Linked DNA regions of Neogale vison: regions 1 and 2 are each linked to region 3. A link is a contact called in public Hi-C data. All regions are on one chromosome and are shown on one strand. Each heading gives the region's core, a stretch centred on a gene start, on an enhancer-like site or on the middle of the called end of the contact. The rest is flanking DNA. Distances are from core to core; before and after follow the strand shown.

What was found. Hi-C and Micro-C count contacts between places; a contact is called where the count stands out from the background.
Region 1: a Hi-C map of muscle shows a contact between it and region 3, with 5 times the contacts expected there. The contact joins the promoter of LOC122899907 here to the promoter of MUTYH in region 3. A contact is called at or near these places in 2 of 3 Hi-C or Micro-C datasets (fibroblasts and muscle).
Region 2: a Hi-C map of muscle shows a contact between it and region 3, with 4 times the contacts expected there. The contact joins the promoter of AKR1A1 here to the promoter of MUTYH in region 3. A contact is called at or near these places in 2 of 3 Hi-C or Micro-C datasets (fibroblasts and muscle).

The regions. Positions count from the first base shown.
Region 1 is chr2:35,937,596-35,940,369 of ASM_NN_V1, reverse strand. LOC122899907 (nuclear autoantigenic sperm protein) reads right to left here and starts at 1,496. Exons shown (of 15, transcript XM_044238118.1): 1 at 1,323-1,496. The coding sequence starts at 1,381.
Region 2 is chr2:35,911,474-35,914,492 of ASM_NN_V1, reverse strand. It overlaps AKR1A1 (aldo-keto reductase family 1 member A1), which reads right to left and starts at 1,276. Exons shown (of 9, transcript XM_044238117.1): 1 at 1,026-1,276.
Region 3 is chr2:35,691,442-35,694,303 of ASM_NN_V1, reverse strand. MUTYH (adenine DNA glycosylase) reads left to right here and starts at 1,271. Exons shown (of 16, transcript XM_044238101.1): 1 at 1,271-1,319. TOE1 (target of EGR1 protein 1) reads right to left here and starts at 1,138. Exons shown (of 8, transcript XM_044238110.1): 1 at 1,007-1,138; 2 at 106-254; 3 at 1-16. The coding sequence starts at 1,058.

The DNA.
Region 1 (2,774 bases), core at 247-2,746, 250 kb before region 3:
TGATCCTGAGGGTAGTTTGACCACTGCTAAACGTGAAGGAAAACGAACCAAGTGGTAGGCAGCGTAGAGATAAGTAAATCTCTAGTAACTTGGAATGTACCAACACCATCAGAGTCTAAGTCTATAAACTAATAAAACCTCACAGCAACCTCTCTATAGTGGAAGAAGCGAACTTCTAAGGTGTGTAAGGGAAAAAATAAAACCAGGCTCTTAAAATCAAGGGATGATTGGGAATTTAGACCCACCAGATGGAAACGGCACTTGCTTCCTCTAATTAACCGAGTGTCCCCTTTCACTGTTCAAGAAATACCTTGTCTGACAAACACTGTAACGCTTTCAAGGCAATCGTTTCTACCCAGACCACCTAATACATTTCGTGCATACAACCGCCCATTCACCCAGCAACCAAACACTGACTGAAGTAAGGAGTTCCACGCAGCGCTAGGTGAAGATGCTTTGCGTCCCACCTAGTATCTAGGTGGGACGCAAAGCATCCCACCGAAGCAGCCAAGTTTCTCGCCAGCACTCCCTAGGCCTAAAGAGTCACTATGCTCTCCACCAGAGGCCTAAGAACGATGATAGCTGAGAGGAGGGGGGCAGGAGATGGGCGAGGAGACGGTAGCAAACAAGCTTCACCACGCCACACCGCGGAAGTTGGATAATCTGGGCGAACCGCACAGCCCCAAACAATGGAGTTTTCCCGCCTCCTCAGGACCCCGCCCCCTGCTCCCCAGCCAGCGGAGGAAAGCTAACCCTAGCGCGCGTGGCCCCGCCCCCTGAAGACCCCGCCCCCTCCCGAGCCCACCAGGCCAGCCTTCCACCTCGTGCAAGGGTGGTTTTTTCCCCCCCCGTGGGGTGGTTTTTTTGGTGGTTTTTTTTTTTTTTTTTTTTTTGGCGCCAAATCTGTTAGTTATTTTCCCGGGTTGTTTAGGGACACTACTGGATGCGCGAGCCAGGAGTGCGGGGACAGCACAGACATAAAGAAGACAGACAGGAGCCCTGTGGCCCCGCCTCCTCCCCGATAGCCCCGGGCCGGGGGAGGAAGGAGAGGGGCAGACGATGGAGCAGCCGCCGCTGCCCCCGGCAAGATGGCGGCCGCGAAAAGCGGGGCAGGGGGCGCCAGCCAACTAGTGTTACTGCTAATGCGCGAGATTCTCTGCAAAGGGTGGGTTTCTACAGCCCGGGCCTCCCCGAACTGCGACGGCTGCTCGGTGGGAAGCAAGTCCTTCCTCTCACGGGTCCGTCCCTCCCGGGGAGCCCCAGTCCACCACCCCCTCCCCGTGGACTGGCCAGTGCCTCAACCTCTCCACGGTCCCGCTTACTTGTCGGCGGAAACCAGCTCCGCAGCGATGGCGGCAGTGGCTGTGGACTCTGCGGCCATCGTTCCCCTGAGGTGGTGGACCAACGGGCGGAATAGAGTCTGTGAGGAAAACAGGGAATTTGGGACGCCAGAGACCTATTCAGGGACAGAAAATGGCAGATTGGAGACCCCGCGCGGCTGGGCCCCTTTATAAACCAGAGCCCTTTGCCCCGCCCATCCACTTCCGGATCCTCCCCCATCAGTTTAAAGGGCCAGGACTTCCACAGTCCAGTCCAAGGACACTCTCGCTCTCGCCGTCTCTATCTGCGGGGTACCTTCCCTCCCTGACCCGCTTTCCCCCCAAAAAGCAACTTCCTGCTTCTCTAAAAGTTGCATAAGAACTGGAATCTTGGTACTACAACTCCTGACTGGGCGTCGGCCAGCGGCTTGCACATAAGGGGAAGCTGGTGCTGCTCTGCATGTTTGGACCGTGTAGCCGAGGATCTCTTTCCTGCCCTGATTTTCAGGGAGATGACCAAAACTTTCTACCCGTCCTCTCAGTCCTAACGGATAGACACGTAAGAACCGAGCACGGGTACAGCAGCAACGGCTAGAACTGATTTCGGTGAGAGACTTGTGGCTCTGAGCCTCAGCAACAGTTGACGCAAGAAAATGCTATCCTAGGATTGGCTACCGCCGAAACTTACGGCGCTTGATTCAAAGTCAGTAGTGCGGCGGGACGCTGGCTCCTCCCCTCTGGGCCCGCCCCCTTCGGCTGGCCCAATCCGCTGACGCCATCCTCTTAGGCCCTACCCAGACTCCAGATCCCGCTGGTTTAGTGCTCCCAGCTCTTTTCCTCCATTCAGAGCTACCGTTTGTCGTTTTCCCCTGTGTGCCGGAGTACCGTGCTTAGACACTTTAAAACTGTTGGCGGTTTTATTTAATATTATCAACGCTATTTGTGAGATCTGGATTATCAGCCCCATTTGGTAGAAATAGAAACCAAGATTCAGGAAGGTGTAACTTGTTCAGAAAGTTGGAAGACAAGTCGGCTATGGAAAGCAGAGTGCCTCATTTCCTGCAACTGGCAGAGTGGAGGATGACTGGCTGGAGTGGCTGCACTTTCTCACACCTGGAGTATCATCCATCACCTTCCAGCCTGGCCTTCCCTACAGTGATCAACGGGGATTTTATTTCTGTCCAGGTTTGATACCCTGGGAAAGACTTCCCTACAAAGAAATCTACCTCCAGTATGTAAAGTGTCAGACAACTTGAAATCTGGGGGGCATAGAGCTGGACTTGGAAATACCAATTCTCTGGTAGCAAACAGACCTGGGGTTCCCATTATTAGCTGGGTGACCTCAGCCAAATCATGTAATCTTTTAAAATTGGGGCGCCTGGGTGGCTCTGCCTTCGGCTCAGATCATGATCCTAGGCTCCTGGGATCCAGCCCCACATCCGGCTCTCTGCTCAA
Region 2 (3,019 bases), core at 27-2,526, 220 kb before region 3:
GGATACACATAGAAACTCACACGTGAGGGACGCCTGGGTGGCTCAGTTGGTTGGACGACTGCCTTCGGCTCGGGGCGTGATCCTGGAGTCCCGGGATCGAGTCCCGCATCAGGCTCCCAGCTCCATGGGGAGTCTGCTTCGCTCTCTGACCTTCTCCTTGCTCGTGCTCTCTCTCACTGTCTCTCTCTCTCTCAAATAAATAAATAAAATCTTTAAAAAAAAAAAAAACTCACACGTGAGCCCACCCACACACACACACACACAAACACACTAAACACACACACAATGGCAAAGCGGAGAGAGCGTGACAGCTTAGGTAGGGGGATACATTTGAAGAAGTCCTGCCTTCATCACCTTCTTTCTTTCCTTCTTGGGTAACCTAGAAAGAATCATCTCCAGAAAATATCAAAGCACTTTACCATTTTCAGAAAAACAAAACAAAAACCAGTTGCTTCATACAGGATGATACTGGGATTGCTCCTGTACAAATAAGAAAACTGAGATCTTGGGGAAGGTAACAGGCTTGATCAGAAACATCGAGACTCTTTTAGAGGGTCTTGCAGTCTGAGTATAGGTAAGCTGAAGGGAAGAGTTAGTTAATAGTAATTCCATCTGATGACAGTTCAGATTCCATCCGGTCTCCCTGTAACAGAGGTCTGAGGCAACAGAAAAACTATGCCCTAACTTCCCCAAACCCAAGGAAGGTGCCTAAGTAAGCTAAGTCTACCCTCCCACAGAAAGGCCAGAGTTCCTGAAAAATCATGGTGGTAAGCAAACAAAAAGAAGAGGCCAACTAAACTTGCCGAGCGCTTTAAAAACTTTATTTTACTTAATCCTCACTACAGTTCCGACGTAGAAACTCACTTCATCGGTCTGAAAACTGAGATCCAGAGAAACTGAGGAATTTTCCAAGATCACACAGAGTTCACATCCGAAACCGAGTCAGACTTTCTCCAGAGACCCCGCTCTCTGGTCTATTCCGGGGCAGGGAAGAGGAGTTGGGGGCTGCAGCAGGAGAAACTCACCTCGGCTGGAGCACAGAGCGTGAACAAAACGGTGTGATCTCTGCTCCGTTCTGCGTCCTGCCAACAACCCAAGAGGTCTCAGCTTCTGGAACCGGTGTGCTGCAAGGAAAATTGGCCTAATGGTGAAGGCAGGGACCCGGCTTGAGCCTGGCGGTAGAGAGGAAGCTCCACCCGGTGGAGGGGAGAGGGCCGGGCTTTCAGCATCACGCGCAGCGGTGGACCCCACCCCTGACCCCCGTGAAAAGCGGGAGGGCGGAAGCCAGAGCTGCGAGCCTGCACCATCTCCTCCTCCGGCTGCTAGTAGTCGGATTGGCTGTTTAGACACACTTCACTGCGCAGGTTTGGAGGACTCGGCGCCGGGTGAAGCGTCAGCTGCCGGCCACGTGGGGAGCTTCAGCGGCTGGGGAGGCGGTACCTTTGCTGGCCCACAGTGCACCGCGCGCCGTGGCAACGTCGCTCTAGGCTGCTGGGGATCCTTCCCCCAGCGGCGGGGGAGGCTCCGGGGTGACACGTTGCAGGTGCAGCGGGTGTCTCCTCTGTTTGCGGATTCGCGGAACCAGCTTGCTCTCCTCTCCCACAGAGTTGGGTTGGCCGGGTTTCCAGCGTATACCTGAACTGGCCCCGTTATTTAGTCAAGCAAGCAGGCTGGGAGACTAGCCGCAGCGTAAAAGTTGTACCAAGGAAGACCTCGGGCCCCTGGGCTCCAAGAGGCAGGAAGGTCGTGGTCCCTGTGTCTGGACTGTGGACCCTGGCTGCGCATTAATGTGTCAGTACTGTGCTAGACTTTATAAACATGTTTTTATTGAATCTTCACAACAGCCCTTTGTACAACAAACCCATTGTAAAGGCAATGTTCTTTTTAAATTGTTTGTAAGCCTTTTAGAGCATAAATAGAGAAAAATGCACAAATATTAAACGTACAGCTCTGCGTTTTTGTGGTTTTTTTTTTCCCCCAATGTAACTGTTATCCAGGTGAAGATAACATACGTTACCGGCACACTGGAAGCCGCCTGTGAGGGAGATATTCCTGTTGCATTTTACAGGTTAGATAGACTCAGCCAGGTAAAACAGCTTGCCCAAAGTCACACAGCTATTAAGTTACAGATTTTATGTTTGAAATACCCTGTGCTGTTTGGACTGAGAGGTGTCTTGCATTATATGTGTTTTCCACTCTGAGTAGCTCTTGCCTTTCACTCCCCACACTTAATTTTCCCTGCCATTCTATTCTTTCCCATTTTTCATTGCCCCCTGGATTATTCCCCCACTGTTGCCTCAATACAGGTGATGTCCTGATAGACCAAATGTCCAAATTTTGACGCCATCTGTCCTCATAAAGACTTAGATTCCAGCTTATGTGATCAGAATTTTATATCCCTCAAACTGATCTTAGCCTAGCAAAGAGTTGCCTTCAAGAGACACATGCCAGGGGCACCTGTGTGGCTCAGTGGGTTAAAGCCTCTGCCTTCGGCTTGGGTCATGATCTCAGAGTCCTGGGATTGAGCCCCACATCGGGCTCTCTGCTCAGTGGGGAGTTTGCATCCTCCTCTCTCTCTCTGCCTGCCTCTCTGCCTACTTGTGATCTCTGTCTGTCAAATAAATAAATAAAATCTTTAAAAAAAAAAGAGAGAGAGACACATGCCATAGATCCCATCCCTCCCACCTTTCTGCAGGGTCTGACAGACTCCCTATCTTTTTCTGCTGTCTGAATTCTTAAGAGTCTGAAGTGCGACTGCTAAGGTCTTCTCCTTCCCCAGCATTGGGGCTTTTGCTCTTAGTTCTGGTGCCAGGAAATGTTTCATAAAAAGCACAAAGCTATCCCTCCAAGAGTTTTCAAAGCGGCAGTCCTCAGATTGTAAAACAGATCCACTCAGGAACACACCACCCCTTTTACAACCACCCTCCCATTTTACAAAAGACAAGCCTCTCAGCCAACTTCTAAAGGGTCTTGCCCCATGTGAAAACAATGAGGTGAAGAACAGCCTGAGAGGTAGGAG
Region 3 (2,862 bases), core at 22-2,521:
CAAGCCCACTCAGTTCCTGGGAGTGTGTAAAGGGAGAGTCTTGTGTCAGGTTCTCAGCACCAGCCCTTGCACAGCTACCTGCCCTCCCCATTCCCCTGCCCTTACCGTGTCCACAGCCACGAAGCTTGCGGTCTTTATGGCCAGCAGGAGGGATGGCCACATCTCCTTGAAGTTGTCACTCTGCACATCCACCACGGGCACCTGGACTGCTAGCTTCTCCTCAGATTTTGTGCTTTTGCTGACACCGCCTGAGGCTAAGGAGAGTGCGTGGATGGTAATGCTGGGGCAGGGGCCCGGAGCAACAGGTACCAAGGTGTAGGCCATGGCTCTGGGTGGAATGTTGGAGGGCAGTTTCCATTATGGCAAGAAATCGCACCTCTGTCCTCCAAGCCTTTGTATCACATGTGCTCTACACACAGGCCTAGGGGTAGGCAGTGCTCTGAATTTGGGGGGAAAAGGCCGGCGTCTTCAGTGGTTTACGTCAGACTTTGGGAAAACTGCTTCTCCCCACAGCACCACAATCTTTAGAAGTGGAACGCTGGATAACGATCTGTGAGGTTCCTTCTTCCCACATCCCGCAGGAAATCCTTCTCAGGGCTTGAGGAATGCGACTCCTTTAATGCCTCCCAAAGCTCCATAGAACTGTTCCCACGGGGCCCCAGGAGTCACAAGCAACGGTAACTAGTACCCTTCAGAGCCTCATAAATAATTTCTCAAAGCCAAGCTCCCAATACATTCCACTTCCTTCGGACCCGCACCACGCAACAGAACCAGGACTCTAGACTACACCTCCCGACACGCCCCTACCCGCCCCGACTGCTCTCAACGCGCCAGGCTCTCGCAGCCCGAGCCGCGCTGCCCGCCGGGATTTGTAGTCTCCTCGTGGCTGGCTCAGAAGGAAAGAGCTGGTCCTCTGAACGTTAGTTTCTACAGCCGAGAGCCCGAGGCCTTCCCCTCTCCGGTGCGCACAGGGTTTTAAAGCGGGAAGTCCCCGGAAGCCACTCACCGTCAGGGGCCGCTGGGGCTGAGGCTGCGCCATCGCCACTGTCGGCAGCCATGACACCGCGCGCCCTCGCTTGAGTAGTTGGTGGATACGCGGAGCTTCCGCCTGCCTGCTCTCCGCGCGGCTCCGGCGGTGGGGGACGGGGCGGGGCCTCGCCCTCCGAGTCGCCCACGGGTCGGACTTCCGTTCACACCTCCCGGGTCTGGCAGGGATGGGGGCGGCCCGGCGCGCGCGGGGACCTATTGGCTGGCGCCATGCGGTCGGAGCCACGCCCCCGGAGCGCGTCGTAAGCCGGGCGCGGGAGACTGAACGGGAGGTAATGGCGTTCTCTGCGTTCTCCGGGCGGGAACGCCAGCGGCGGCTTTATGCGGTCTTCATCCACGCGGCCCCGGGGTGGGGATGGCAGTCCCCAGCGGCTGGGAGGCTGGGAGGCTGCCCAGGCCAGCCTGAAGCGCGCCCAGGAGTTAGGCTCAGACAGGGCAGTGTAGGGAGAAAGGATCTAATGGTAGTAGGTAAATTCACAAGCAGAATGGAGACCTCACTTCCAGAAGTGAAAAGGCTGGTAGGGGGACTCGAGACGAGGCTGCCAGAGGGGTTAGAGCCACCGACTGGCAGGGAAGCCTTTGCAATAATCCGGACAGGAGGTACAGTTGACCTCCAGGGTGATTGCACTTGAATCCTGATACCGTGAGCCGTTACTAGAGGCCGGTTCTGTCTCCTGGGCTCTGGTTCCCATCAAGGAGTCTCAGCCCTTTCTTTATTTACTGTTTCTAGTTCATCTTCAACCTTTCTCCACTGAGTCTTTTTCATCATTAGTTAGTATCGTTTGGATTTCTCCCATTTTAGTATACGTTCTGCGGAAGCGAGCACTGGATTTCTCCCATTCTAAAGAAAGAAACCTCTTACTATATTTCATCCGGTTAATTAACTTAACAGTGCTTGTTATATACAACTTACCTGGCACTGTGCTCAGCACTGGGAACTCAGTAGTCAACAAAAGAGACTCGGTCTTTGCTCATAGAGTTTTGTAGTCAAGTCAGGTAAGCGGGTACTGATCAAAGAAACATAAATAAATGTGAAACTAACAATTAGTAGGGACGCCTGGGTGGCTCAGTTGGTTAAGCAACTGCCTTCGGCTCAGGTCATGATCCCAGCGTCCTGGGATCGAGTACCGCATCGGGCTCTTTGCTTTGCAGGGAGCCTGCTTCTCCCTCTGCCTCTGCCTGCCACTCTTGTCTGCCTGTGCTCACTCTCTCTGACAAATAAATAAATAAAATCTTTAAAAAAAATTACAATTAGTATAAGAGGGAAAAAATGAAGAATTACATAAGATTGTGCGACTAGCGGAGGGGGGCTGATTTGGACATTTAAGTCAAGACCTGAAAGAATGGGGTGACTGGTTGGCTCAGTCAGTTAAGCATCTGCCTTTGGCTCAGGTCACGATCCCAGCCAGGGTCCTGGGATGGAGCCCCATATCAGGCTCCCCAGTGGGGAGCCTGCTTTTTTTCCTCTGCTGCTCCTCCTGCTTTGTTCTCTCTCTCTCTCTGTCAAATAATTAAATAAAATCTTTTAAAAAGGGGGGAGGGGGAAAGACCTGAAAGAGTAACTGTTAGGTGAAGAACAGGGTAAGAGCTGTCCAAAGAGAGAAAAAGGATTGGGTGAGATGTCAAGGCGGACAGATATGTGGGGGATTGAAGCAACTATTAAGGCAAATATGGCTGGAGCATAGTGAGTGAGGAGATGAGGCAAGTGGGGATCTTTGGAGCCTACAAGACTATGTTAAGAGGATTGGGTTCTCAGAGCAATGGGTGTGAGAGCCAAAGTCCTCCATTGCTTACAAGGTACTTAGAGATCCTGTG